Regions from separate parts of the Mus musculus genome. Here region 1 is linked to region 2. The links are chromatin contacts, called in public ChIA-PET maps. All regions are on one chromosome and are shown on one strand. Each heading gives the region's core, a stretch centred on a gene start, on an enhancer-like site or on the middle of the called end of the contact. The rest is flanking DNA. Distances are from core to core; before and after follow the strand shown.

The links. ChIA-PET counts read pairs in DNA pulled down with a chosen protein or histone mark.
Region 1: an RNA polymerase II ChIA-PET map of memory CD8 T cells shows a contact between it and region 2, with 8 read pairs. The contact joins two enhancer-like sites.

What each region holds. Positions count from the first base shown.
Region 1 is chr17:26,570,760-26,573,766 of GRCm38.p6, reverse strand. All of the region lies in intron 1 of Ergic1 (endoplasmic reticulum-golgi intermediate compartment (ERGIC) 1), which reads right to left. Among named protein-coding and RNA genes, the nearest start is that of 1700049J03Rik, 6.2 kb to the right of the region's middle. Within about 2 kb of position 1,311, at least 48 of the 459 cell types and tissues checked have an H3K27ac peak or open chromatin away from gene starts, as enhancers often do. A contact at or near this core is called in memory CD8 T cells, where this site is marked.
Region 2 is chr17:26,166,518-26,169,641 of GRCm38.p6, reverse strand. All of the region lies in intron 2 of Axin1 (axin 1), which reads right to left. Among named protein-coding and RNA genes, the nearest start is that of Gm46600, 29 kb to the right of the region's middle. Within about 2 kb of position 1,366, at least 95 of the 459 cell types and tissues checked have an H3K27ac peak or open chromatin away from gene starts, as enhancers often do. A contact at or near this core is called in memory CD8 T cells, where this site is marked.

The DNA of each region.
Region 1 (3,007 bases), core at 62-2,561, 400 kb before region 2:
GCCCTGGGGGGCAGATCACACATGGTCGGCTCATCCTGGCAAGGGCATCAAGAGAACACAAGGGTTGAAGATAATCCCTTCAGTAAACGGTGCCCGGAAGCCTGCCCCTTTACATGTAAAAGGGTGAGACCATCGTATGCCTGTCCTATTCCACATGTGAAAATCATCCTGATGTGGATTAAAGAAAAACAAACCGTAAGACCTAAATGTAGAGCCAGAAACCACAAGATTTCCTGGAAGAAATCACTAGTTTGGAATATGACTTTTAGGGGGTGACGTCGGGGGGGCAGGGGATGAGGGAGGCTTGAGACACGGTTTCTCTGTGTAGCCCTGGCTGTCCTGGAACTCACTCTGTAGACCAGGCTGGCCTCAAATTCATAAAAGTCCTCCTGCCTCTGACACTTGGGTGCCAGAATTGAAGGTGTGCACCACAGCACCTGGCAGAATATGGCTTATTGAAGAGCAGCCAGATTAGGCTACAAGAGTAACAAATGAGTAATAATGTGTCACAGATAATAAACACATAGCTAAGACTACAGCGAACTCTGTATCTACACAGCAAAGGAGACAAATGAAAAAGGCGGCTGATAATCAGGGAGAAACATTTGCAAGCTGTGTATCTGATTAAAGGATTTAATACCCAAGATTTAATGAGCAGACAAGCAGGCAGATGGGTGGGCATTTGAGACACTTTTTCAAAAATGAGCAAGACGGCCAAGAACACACCGAAAAGGTGGTTGACATCAACTAACTGTCAAGGAGATGCAAACTAAAATGGTCTGTGATACCACCACACAGCCATTAGCATGGCGGCCACTGGATCCAAAACGCAACAAGTGTGGGTGGGGGAGAGTTAGGAGAATGCTTGCACACAGCTGGGTCAGGGGTGTAGACTAGCATAGCCATTATGATAAACAAGGAATCAAAAGTAGAACAACCCAGTAATCTCTCTTCTCTGCATACCCAAAGGAAATGAAATCCCAAAAGGTGCACCCTTGATTACAGCACCAGTCACTAAAGCCACAATGTGGAACAGCCACCACTGATGGAGGGACACAGAAAATGCAGCTCCCAGACACAGTGGAATATTATTCAGCCTTCAAGAGAGAGAGAGAGAGAGAGAGAGAGAGAGAGAGAGATCCCGCCTTGTGCCAGAAAGGACCTAGATGAAAGACAAACTAGGTGAAGTAAAACAAACTGCAGATGTGAAGGGAAGGAGAACCCACTACGCTCAAAGGAGAGCGGTTACCACGGTCAGGGCTGGGTGAGAAGGATGAGTCAGAAAACAGAAAGCAGACAATGTGGTGAGCACCCCTGAGAAAGACCACATGAAGACACACACGGCGTACCGTGTACAGGGCTTTGCTATACAAGGTCATAGCTGTTCTTTGCCGTGGCTATGAATTAAGATATGACAGAGATAATTTGCTTCCAGAGAGTCACGTGAAGGAAGCTGGGTGATGCCTCGAGGTGATGTTTTCTGTAAGAGCTGCCGTCTCATGCTCCTTAGAACACTTTCCAGTGCTAAATAAGACACGGTTACAGATGGTTTTGTTCTAAGCCAGGGCCTTACTCTATAGGCCATGCTGACCTCAGACCAGGAGTACTCCTCCTGACTCAGCCTTCCAAGGGCTAAGATCACATGCCCAGAGTCACCACTCCTGGGTCCCAGGTTTCTCAGGACTTAGTTCCTATACCCTTTGTTACTGGCTCTTCCCCACTCTCAGCCCTGGTAGTACGTCCCAGCCTGCAGACCTGCGATGAATGGAAGTTAGATCCTGACTGAGCCTGTGCCTCCCAACCCCCTCACCTGTGCCCTCATAGCTGCACAGCTACAAAGTAATCCAGCGGCCCACTGTTGTGGGGCCACTGCCATGTGACTCACCCAAGGTGGCCTGGCCCTGGGGTGTCACTTCCCAACAGAATGTTTATTAGCAGCTAGGTAAGAAAGACAGGACAGGTAGAGATCAGAATGCATGCCATGCGGTTCTGGTGTCCTGAGAGGGTGGCCCAGAAAGGCCTGCTCACTCTGGTTGCTTCCCCAGCCCCACAACCCAGTCTACTGGTAAGAAAGGTCAGCAGGCCTCAGGGGGGAAATATGTTGCATGGCCCCTGGAGAGCTCTTAAGACAGCCAAGGTCATGAAAGTCAAGGATTGTGCAATGGCCCTGGCCAGTGGGGACTGGAGTTGCAGCATGAAGGCACGTGGAGGCCTGCATGGGACACTGACCCTATGCCATTGTCACTTCCTGAGCTGGGATGACCCATGTGGCAATGGGCAGCGTGCACAGTGGGAACAGCGGTCAGCTCTGCCTTATCTACAACTTCTTGGAAACCTAAAGTTAGTTCAAAATTGAAAGTTCACTGAGTTTTTAAAAACAAAAACAAAAACAAAAAAACAAAACAAAAACAAAAAAACAAAAAAAACAAAACAAAAAAAACCAAGAAATAAAATGTCAGAACTAAAATCAAGTCCAAGGAGTCAGGGACAGGGGTTTGTCTGCGCCTCAGATCCCAGAACACCTGGCACACAGTAGGTCCTAGTGACCAGTGAACAGCTCCCCACACCTGGCTACTTCGGCCTCTGGAAGGCACTCTGCAAGCCCACCCGGGAAGTCCTGTCTCCTGCCCTGCGGCTCCTTAGCAGTGCTCAATGGTAACTTCCTACCCAAAGATGTCCACAGTGACAGGAAATAGTCACTCAAGCTTCACCATTGGACTACCACTGCCTCCACCCCCAGCTTCCATAGCAACAAACCATAAATACAACTGAGTAGATAACATCCAACCTCGGGGTTTCTGTGGGATCCGCCCCCCAAGAAAATAAAGTGATAACACGTCTTCCAGAATATGAGGCTGCTGAGAAAGCCAGCTCTAACGTCACACAGGCACGTTAGTCTTGGCTGCGTCACCTGCCCCTGTGCTATCTTAGCCACAGTCCTTTCTCAAGCCAGCAGGGACCAAGTTCCTCCCTGCCTCTGCACCGAGGAGACCCACGGCAAGCCTCT
Region 2 (3,124 bases), core at 117-2,616:
TTAAAAAAAAGGGGGGGGGGGTCCCGGCAGCCACGGCTATACACTGATGGCTTTCAATAGCACTACTCACCGCACCTCAAGTTAGTAAATTAGGAAATACCAAAAATGAAGCTATTTGAGAGGTTCGTCTGTTTGGATCTTAGATCCTAGGGTTAGGGCACACTAAGCAGTAAGCCATAGACTGTACTTGACTGTCAGGCACTCTGTACTGTACCCTCAGTGTAAGAGAAGGAATATCCAAATTGTTTCTAAGGGAATAGGCCTCCCTTTGACCATCCATGTACACTAACCCACCTACAAGTATGCAGAAGTGGCAGGAGTATGTGTTATAGGTGTATATCACTATAGTCAGCCCGCTGCACTTCTACAGTCAGCCCTCTGCACTTTTCCAAGTCCTCAAAATAAAAGCTTAGTGGAATCCATGCAAACATGCCCAACTTACTCTTGACAAAAGTACAAAAGCAAACTGATAGAGAAAAGGCAGTCTTTTCAATAAATGGTGCTATGATACCTAGACATGCACAGACCCAAAGAATGAACTTTGATCTACATCTCACACTTCATACCAAGTCAAACTCTGTAGTTCTTGGATGTTTTTAGCCTGAGCTTCAGTTATGCTCCAGCATTCCATTCACTCGGCCTCTGCCCACCTTGCCTCAGCAACATGCCCTGGCACAGTATCCTGAGCACTCAGTGTTTCTTTCCCAGTCCTTGTAACACCAGTATTAGCTGGTATTCAGGCTATTGTGAGAGGTACTCTGGTTACCGATGGCCAACCCAGAGTGGACACTATGCATTTGCACCATGTGTATACCTCGTGCCTACGGAACCAAGAAGAAGATACTGTAGCTCCTAAAACTGAAGTTACAAGGAGTTATGAACTTCCTGATATTAGTGCTGGGAACCAAACCCACATTTGACACAGCTATGGCATCTCAATACCTGATTCACTTGTCTCTCCCAGCTAGAAGCTACTTGGTGACTAATGCTCTTCAGGTTTCCTAGGATAACTTCTAATATGGGTCAATGAAAATACTGATCTTAGGGCTAGGGAGATAGTTCAACTATAAAACAACTACTGTGCAAGCATGAGGACCTGAGTTCATCACACATAAAAAGCCAGGTCTGAATGGGCACCGAGGCACATACTTTAGTCACAGCACTTAGGAGAGAGAGAGAGAGAGAGATAGGAGGATCTTTGTGAGCTCAAGGCCAGCCTAGTCTATCTACATAGTGAGTTCCAGGGCAGGCAGAACTACAAAGAGTCAGTCTCAGTATCTTCCCTCCCCCCTCTCCCCATGTGTGTGTGGAGTGGGTGAGTATGTGTATATTGGTTTGAACAGGAATGGCCTCCATAGTTATGTGTTTGAACGCTTAGCCATAGGGAGTGGCCTTATGAGATGTGACCTTGTTAGAGGAAGTGTGCCACTGTGAAGGCAGGGTTTTGAGGTCTTAAAAGCTCAAGCTCAGCTCAGTATGAAACCCACAATTTCCTCCTTACTGCCTGAGGATGAAGATGTAGAACTCTCAGTTCCTGCTCAAATACCATGCCTGCCTGCATACTACCATCATCTTCTCGACATGATGATATAACAGATTTAAACCTCTGAAACTGCAAGCCAGCCCCAATTAAATATTTTCCTTTATAAGAGTTACCATGGTCATGGTGTCTCTTCACATCAATAAAACCCTAACAGAGTCAGTCTGTCAGTCAGGGTGTCTTTGTCTCTGTCTCTCTCTCTCCCTCTCTCTTGTTTTTTGAGGCAAAATTTCTGTTTCCTCAAACTTATAGATCCATCTGCCCCTGCCTCCCAAGAGCTAAGATTAAAGGTATATACAGTTACCACCCAGTTCTAAGAAAGAAAGAAAGAAAGAAAGAAAGAAAGAAAGAAAGAAAGAAAGAAAGAAAGAAAGAGAGAAAGAGAGAAAGAGGGAAAGGGGGAAAGGGGGAAAGGGGGAAAGGGAAAGGAAAAGGGAAAAGGGAAAAGGGAAAAGGGAAAAGGGAAAAGGGAAAAAAGAGAAAGGGAAAGGGAAAGGGAAAGGGAAAGGGAAGGGAAGGAAAGGAAAGGAAAGGAAAGGAAAGGGAAAAAAGAAAAAGCAGAGCTTACAACCAACCTTTTCAGCATATCCTTTAATGGGCAAGTAGGACTGGGATGTGGCTAAGTGCCAGGGGAAGAGGTGTGTGTGTGTGTGTGTGTGTGTGTACACATATATATGTATACATTATACACACACAGTTTTAAAATTATTTATGCATATGGGTGCTTTGCCTTCGTGTAAGCACATGCATGTCTGTTGTCTGTATAAGTCAGAAAGGGTTATTGATTCCCTAGGACTGGAGTTACAGATAGTTGTGAGTTGAAGCAGGGTCCTCCAGAAGAGTAGCCAATACTCTTTTTAATAGCTGAGCCATCTCTCCAGATCCTTGTTTTGTTTTGTTTTTTTGTTTAGAGATAAGGCTTCAATATACAGCCCAAATTAGCCTTAAACTCATTATTCTTCTGTCTCAGCCTCCTAAGAGGTATGTACTACACCAGGTCCAGCATGAAGCACTGGTTTTTGTTGCTGCTGTTTGTTTTGGTTCATTTGTTCTCTCACTCTCATTCTCTCCCTCTCTCCCTCCCCTCCCCTCCCCTCCTCTCCTGTAATGAGTGATCACTTGATTGCCTCAGTCTCCTGAGAAAGCAACCTAATACCCATAGGTAGAAGCAAGGGCTCTACTGGCTTTAATTTGTTATGACTGATGATGGAATACTTCTGAGAATCAGAGGCCTTGAGCTCTTATGCTGGTAGCCTTGGCCTAAACTCTGCCTACCTTGCTGCCCAAAATGAGCATAAGCTAAGAACCAGCAAATGTATCCTCTCCTAGGGCTTGTCTCTACTGTCCCAGCTCCCTGCCCTGTTACATAGGAACAAATCTGTCTTAAGCCAAGTGGGACATCCTGGGCTGAACAGATGGCTTAGGGCTAGAGGAGAAGGCCTGTCTAACTCTTAGGATCACCCCACCCGAGTCCAGTGTCTTTGGCCACCTAAGTCCTAGAGATGCAATTCAAATGGGATGAGTTTATCCACTAGTCGTTGGCTCTTTATGAGGTCTCTGGAGCTCAGACAGCAGTGGTGAGGA